Regions from separate parts of the Rattus norvegicus genome. Here region 2 is linked to region 1. The links are chromatin contacts, called in public Hi-C maps. All regions are on one chromosome and are shown on one strand. Each heading gives the region's core, a stretch centred on a gene start, on an enhancer-like site or on the middle of the called end of the contact. The rest is flanking DNA. Distances are from core to core; before and after follow the strand shown. Region 1 has its middle 47 kb from the start of Hnrnpa3. Region 2 has its middle 54 kb from the start of Agps.

Region 1 (3,251 bases), core at 576-3,075:
TTACTAATAATATACACGGAATTTATTATGAAAAAAAAAAGGCTGAAGGTGGTGAAGGACTTTTCTTTCGACATTTCATTTGTAGACCTCTGTTGGTTATGGAGAGCAAGGACCATCCGAGCTGGGAAGTGCTTCTTGTAATATTTCTGGAAGGTAAGTCTAGCTTCGGAGGTTTGGGGCCGAGGGATTGCTGCAGCTTAACCTCGAAGCTTGGTCGATGTGTGTACTTTGGGAAATAATGTTTAAGTCTCACTGATGACAGCCATCTCATCGCTGAATAGATGGTCATGGTGCTGCTGTATAAGGTATTTTAAGCTCTTGCTGAAATCTGAATAGTTTGTATGGAAAATTCCTCCTTTCCACCGAATGTTCGTGGTCAAAATGTTGTCATTTCCCTTTTGTTTTTAATCTCTTAAACATTGATGTGTAAGGACAATGTTTTAAAGATTCTCTCTCTTTCTCTTTCTCTCTCTACACACACACAAACACACACACACACACACACACACACACCCCTTTTAAGATGGAAATCAAGCTTATATAATTGAATGAGTTTCAAATCATACCTGAAAGGAAGTATCATTGTAATTTTGGAGAGAGATAATTGATTTCAAGAAGACTGTATTAATAATACAGGATAACCGAAACAGAACGGAAGGATACTTTGACTGCCGTAAAGGATCGAGAATCTCAGCAAACGTAAAAGGTTTATGCTCTTTGACATTAGTTTTGGAGTGTGTCATACTTATTTATCTTTAAAACTGTTTAGTGGTTGCTTTAAAATATTTTGATGTCTACTATAATCCTTATATAATTCCCCATATGCTGCCAAGCAAATTTTACAAAATAGCATCCCATCATAATTTGAAATTTGCTCGTAAAGATTTTAAGATTTATCATTGCAGTGTTATTTCTTCTTTCTGAAATCGCGCAATCAGAAATTAACTGTACATTGCAAATGAACACATTTAAAAGGAAGCAAATGTATCTGAATATCTTCCCGATTTAAAAAAGAAAGCCTCTTTAGAGATCAGTCTGTGAGTTTGACATAATGATACCAGCAAATAACCAGTTCACTCAATTCCAATCCCTGCATGTGAGATGGTCTATAAAATTTTTATAAAAGAAATAAACATTTTTATTCAAGGCCCTGAATGTGACGACATAAAGAGAAACTTACAAATAAACAGACTTGCACGTTCTCCCTGACATTCGCGTTTGCAGGCATGAGGCCTACTAAAATGCAGACACACAGAGTTAAATATTTGCTTGGTTTCCAGATGCCATGACTGTGAAGCTGCACTGCCTTCCCCCGCGTTGGGAGCTGGGAGCCCTCCGCAGAGCATCCCTTTAGGAGGCATTGGTGCAGGATGAGGGGGCGCAGCTGCCAGCCAAGCGCTGCAGATGGTCCCCCTCATTAGCCTACCGCGCTCCACGCAGCCATCCGGAGGAGGCTCGGGATGGCACTTGGACAAGATGTTAAGCTAGCCTCCTGTTCAATGTCATTACGGTTTCTCCAAATCCTCTGCTCAGTGCGCCCTGCCAGGTTCAGGCCAGGAGAGGTGACAGCTCCAGGCCGATGTCCCCCATAGCCGACCCGGGAAACTTCCTAATTCTGGGCTAACCTGGACCACCCGCAAACGCAGCGTGGTTCCCTGCATGACATGCCTTGGCAACCCCGTTTCTCCTCTTCCTCGTCTGCCCACTGATTTATTAACCTTATGGGATTTTAATTCTGTTTTCTTTACCCTTTGTTTACGAACCAGCCTTGGAATCAGGGCATCCAGCCCGGGCAACCGGAAATGTTAGTTAAGTTTAGCAGTCGAGCAGCAGGGGGAGCTCATACTGTTTTACAGCCTGCAGTTTCTCAAGCTAGATTGGAATAATTCTGATAGTTGAGGTCTTACATTTAGAACATAGATGTTTATAGTCTGTGTATACGTGTGACAAAGATCGCAGAACACAGACAATCGCCATTCACTAAACGACAGTTTGAAGTCACAGAGGATCCATTTTTTTATTTAGGTATCAGAAGTTACCAGTGTGCTAGGAGGTCGGGGAGGTGTGGGTGACAGGGAAGAACTAGACAGCAAGACTTTCTCTCTTGTCTTTTAATACAGACAAAAAGAAAAAAAAAGAATCTTTATTGAAATCATCTTAAATTCTTATGCAATCTTGTAGCTGTCTGTCACCTCTAGTTACAGCTTAAAACGTGCTTCTTTCTTCTTTTTCTCTAGACTTCTATTTTATGTGTATGAATGGTGATTGTATGCATGTGCTCATGTCTGCTGTCCCAGGTCAGGTCCCTGAAACCGGAATTTCGGATGATCGTGAGCCATCACGTGGGTGTCAGGATCTGACCCTGGTCCTCTGCAAGAGCAGCAAGTGCTCTTGGTGGCTGCATCTCCAGCCTCGGCTCCCGCCCTGTCCAACAGAGAAGTGAAAATGGATTACTTGATGGCGTTTTTTGAGATGATGAAAGTGAGGAGAGGCTCTCCTGCAATCTGTATTCTAATATGCTGGAGCCCAGTTTTGAATTTTACAGTTGGTAACATTTAAAGCCTTTTATATTATGCCTGGAGCTTGATGAAGTTCACGGGTCAGTAGCTTTGTGCTACTGTAAGATAATTTAGGACTCTGGATTACTCTTTGCTTTGTAAACCATTTTGATGCCCACGGACATGCATTTTACATATGGTGGCTCATTTACGGCTCCCCTGGAGGGGCAGGAACTCCGGAGTGATGCTTAGGGTTTAAACTGAAGACTTGGGCACAGAGCAGACACTTTGCCGTGTGATCCATGATGACAGTAAGAACTGTTTGTAAATCTACACAATTTCTATGGAATGATTTTTGGGTTTCATTAGAAACAGCGTAAAGCTGAGCATCAGCTTTACGTTGACAAGGGTGTTGAATACTGGCTCTAAAGACACAATTAAAAGGTTAAGAGTAGGGCTGGAGAGATGGCTCAATGGTTAAGAGCACTGACTGCTCTTCCAGAGGTCCTGAGTTCAATTCCCAGCAACCACATGGTGGCTCACAACCATCTGTAATGGGATCTGATGCCCTCTTCTGGTGTCTGAAGACAGGTACAGTGTATTTATAGAATAAGTAAATAAATCTTAAAAAAAAAAAAAGAGCAAAAGCAAATCAAATGAAAATATAAGGGGACCCTAAATTAAACAGAAGATTTTTTTTTTTTGGTTCTTTTTTTCGGAGCTGGGGACTGAACCCAGGGCCTTGAGCTTCCT
Region 2 (3,554 bases), core at 964-3,463, 160 kb before region 1:
AGTATGATGCATGGTAATATAAGAAACAGACATTTGAGACGCTGGAGAGATGGCTCAGGTATTAAGAGCATGGGCTGCTGCTCTTCCAGAAGATACTATTTGATCTCTAGCACCCACATGACAGGTCACAACTATCTCTAACTCCAGTTTCAGATACCCTTCTTTGACCTCTGTGGGAACCAGCTATACCCACGGTACACAGACACACAGGCAGGCAAAATATTCATATACATAAAATCTAAGAAGAGATAGAACCCAATCAGAGTAGTACAGGCCTGTCGTCCCAGCACTCGGGAGGCAGAGGCTAGCAGATCTGTTAAGCGTTCAAGTCAAACCTGGTCAATATAGTGTGAGTTCAGGACAGACAGAGCTGCATAGTGAGACCGAGTCTCAGAAAGAGGAGGAGGAGGGGGGGAGGAGGAGGGGAGAGGAGGAGGGGGAGGAGGAGGGGGAGGAGGGGGAGGAAGAGGGGAGGAGCAGGGGGAGGGGGAGGGGAGGGAAAGGAGGAATAGGAGGGGAAGAGGAGGAGGAGGGGGAGGAAGAGGAGGAAGGGGATGAAGATCCATAGCTATTTAACAGAGAAGAGTGGGTGTAGTTCAGTGACAGAGGGCTTGCCTAGCATGCACAAAACACTTGATTCAATCCCTAGCACCATCAAGGAACAATAAATATAACAGATTAATTGGCTTCCAATTTTGGTTCCTGGCAGACAACTCCAAAGCCCATGAAGGCCCCAGAGTGCTGAATGTCTTCTACTAATGAAACCACTGGGTGCCGGAGGCCCCTAACCAGCTTCAGGATAGAAACCGATCACCAAAATCCAGCCGCACCCTAGCTTTCTCGTTGTTGGAACCAAAATAACTTAAGGAAGGAAGGGTTTACTTTGTGGTCATTTTGAGGACATTCGGTCCGTCACAGCCCACAAGGCAGGCCAGCAAGAGAGTGAGATGGATAGTCACATTGCATGGTCACATTGTATGGGTCAGCCCCTTCTGAAGCAAAGCAAGATGCATACTGGTACTCTGCTTGCTTCTTCTGTTTTCTCTTTTTATTCAGGCTGGGACAGGGGATGATGTCATGGACTTGAGACTGGGTCTTCCTCTTTGGAAAAGCCTTCACAGACCTGTGCACAGGTGAGTCTCTAGCTGCAGTCAATGATAATGAAAACCCAAGTCACCAACCCCCAGCCTCTAGTAAAGGAGGGAAGTGGAAGATTGGATTGGTTGCCAATGATCAGTGATGTACTCGATCGTGTTTATGTATGTAATACCACCTCCATAAAAGCCCACAGGACAGAACTTGGGGGTCGGTCTCCACATGGCTGAACATGTGGGTTCCCAGAGGGTGGCTTACTCTCCCACCCCCACCCCTGCCGCTCCCCCACACCCCAGCTTTTGCATCCATCTGGCTGATCATCTGCATCCTTTGTAATGAGTGGAAGTAAATGGAAGGTTTTCCTATTGTCTGGGTTGCTCTAGCAAACTAACGGATACTGGGGAGGAGCCATGGGAACCCCGGATCCGGGATAGTCAGTCAGGATCCTAGGCAACAACCTGCTATCTGCAATTGGTCTGAAATGGAGGACTCCTGTGGGACACTCCGGAATTTGTCAGTTCTGACGCTGCCTCCAGTAAACAACGTTAGAACTAAGCTAAATTGTAAGACGCAACGCTGTACCCCTGGAGAACGATTGTTGGAAAAAGAAATCCCCATACATTTTAGTGACCAGTATGTCACATTGGTTGAGTTTATAAAGAAGAGAAAAAAAAAATCACCCTATCACTTCCCACCCACACACCCACCCCAAGAAAAGGGCAGGCCCACTGACTCTGTCCGAAATTCAGTCTAGGTCCAGCTCACCCTGAACTATAGGAGGATTTCTGGCGGTTAGATAAAAGTCAGCATTCCTCAGGAACTTGTGGAACTGGTTCCCCTCTACCAAAAGGAATCATTTCCCTTACCTCTGGCAGAAGGGACACATGGTTCTATTGACTTGGACCTGTGGCTGTGTATCAAAACCCACGCCAGGCTCCCTCAGTCCCTATTCACAAGTACTTTCAGTACAGAAAAAAAAAAAAAGCTCCTATCCTGGACTTTCTCAACTTAGATGATACTCTCTATATAACCCCTGTCCCCCATGCCCCAGGTCCTGCTATTCTCCCCACCCCCTCTGGCTCCTCCCCTCTGCCCCTCTGGCTCCTCCCCTCTGCCCCCTCTGGCTCCTCCCCTCTGGCTCCCTCCTGCCCCTCCTCCCCTCTGGCTCCTCCTCCCTCACTCTCTCTATGGCTCTGCTTTCTCACTAACCCTCTCCCTTTCACTATTCTCTCTTCGCTCGCTATTCACCTTCCTCTCGAAGACAGCCCTAACCATGTCCAATCTGCTTCTCTTTCTCTCTGCTCTGGACTCTTCCAAATGCTTCTGGATACTTTCTCTCTCTTACGCATAATAAATACCTTCCCCTTAACCAAACCGTGGAACTGTCGTGTCAGCTTCTTACACACACACACACACACACACACACACACACACACACACACACACATGCTTCATCCAAAACAGTTCCTCATGGATCCCATCTCATCACCGAGTCCCATGACACCTCTAATTCTTCACTTTCTAGCCAGAAAAATCTCAGTCTCCCCACAAAAACCGTGCTTCCTCTGCAGCCGCGATGAGTGCAGACAGGGCCAGCTCCTCTCTATACACACTGCCATGACATTGTTTCTCAGTCCTTTACCCTCTGAGACCCACTCCACAGAGTCATTGTGCCTTGCATCCTGTGCCCGCTGTCAGCCACTACCTATCTGTTCCTTTTTATCACCATCCCGTCTCTAGGCTGCTCTTTCTCAATCCCTGTATCTTCAATTTTGCCTCTCTACCAGTTCCTTCCTTCCTTCCTAGACTAAAAAATGCCACATTCCTTCCGTCTGAGCCTTCTCTCCTCCCCTGGTCATTGGTGTTTGTGGATGATTCTCTATATTCACTGTTTCAACTTGCTCACCTCCTGCACACTCCCCAGAATTGTCTCCTTCAAGATAATCTGGGATCTACACACAGTTAAATTCGAAGGACTTTTTTCCTTTTGACCCATGGCAACTCTTGGCATAACAGGCTCTTGGATCTTTCTCTTACCTGAACATCTATAACTCCCCCTCTCCCTCTCCTTTTTCCTCTCTCTGTCTTCCTCTTTCCTCTCCCTCCTTTTCTCTCCCTCTCCCCCTCCTCCCTCCCTCTCATCTCTCCCTCTCCTCTCCCCTCTCCTCTCCTTCCACTCCCTTTCCTCTCTCCCCCTCTTCTCTCCCCATCCTCTCTCCCCTCTTCCCTCCTCCTCCTCCCTTCCTCTCCTCTTCCCTCCCCATCCTCTCTCCCCTCTTCCCTCCTCCTCCTCCCTTCCTCTCCTCTTCCCTCCCCCCTCTCTCCCTCCTCTCTTCCTACCCTCTTCCCTTCCCACTCTCTCTCCCTCCTCTCTTTCTCTCCTCTCCCTCTCTCTCCTCTCGCCTCCCCATCTCTCTCTTCCTCCTCCCCGTCCTCCTTCCCCCCCCCTTCTCTCTCCT

Evidence for each region. A called contact is a pair of places that touch in the nucleus more often than the background predicts.
Region 2: a contact with region 1 is called in a Hi-C map of liver, with 7 times the contacts expected there. The contact joins two enhancer-like sites. A contact is called at or near these places in 10 of 12 Hi-C or Micro-C datasets (the A7r5 cell line, Schwann cells, frontal cortex and 5 more) and 1 of 1 datasets of contacts at active chromatin or transcription factors (oligodendrocytes).

What each region holds. Positions count from the first base shown.
Region 1 is chr3:80,937,540-80,940,790 of GRCr8, reverse strand. No RefSeq gene overlaps it. Among named protein-coding and RNA genes, the nearest start is that of Hnrnpa3, 47 kb to the left of the region's middle. Within about 2 kb of position 1,825, at least 15 of the 93 cell types and tissues checked have an H3K27ac peak or open chromatin away from gene starts, as enhancers often do. A contact at or near this core is called in liver, where this site is marked.
Region 2 is chr3:81,098,645-81,102,198 of GRCr8, reverse strand. No RefSeq gene overlaps it. Among named protein-coding and RNA genes, the nearest start is that of Agps, 54 kb to the left of the region's middle. Within about 2 kb of position 2,213, at least 10 of the 93 cell types and tissues checked have an H3K27ac peak or open chromatin away from gene starts, as enhancers often do. A contact at or near this core is called in liver, where this site is marked.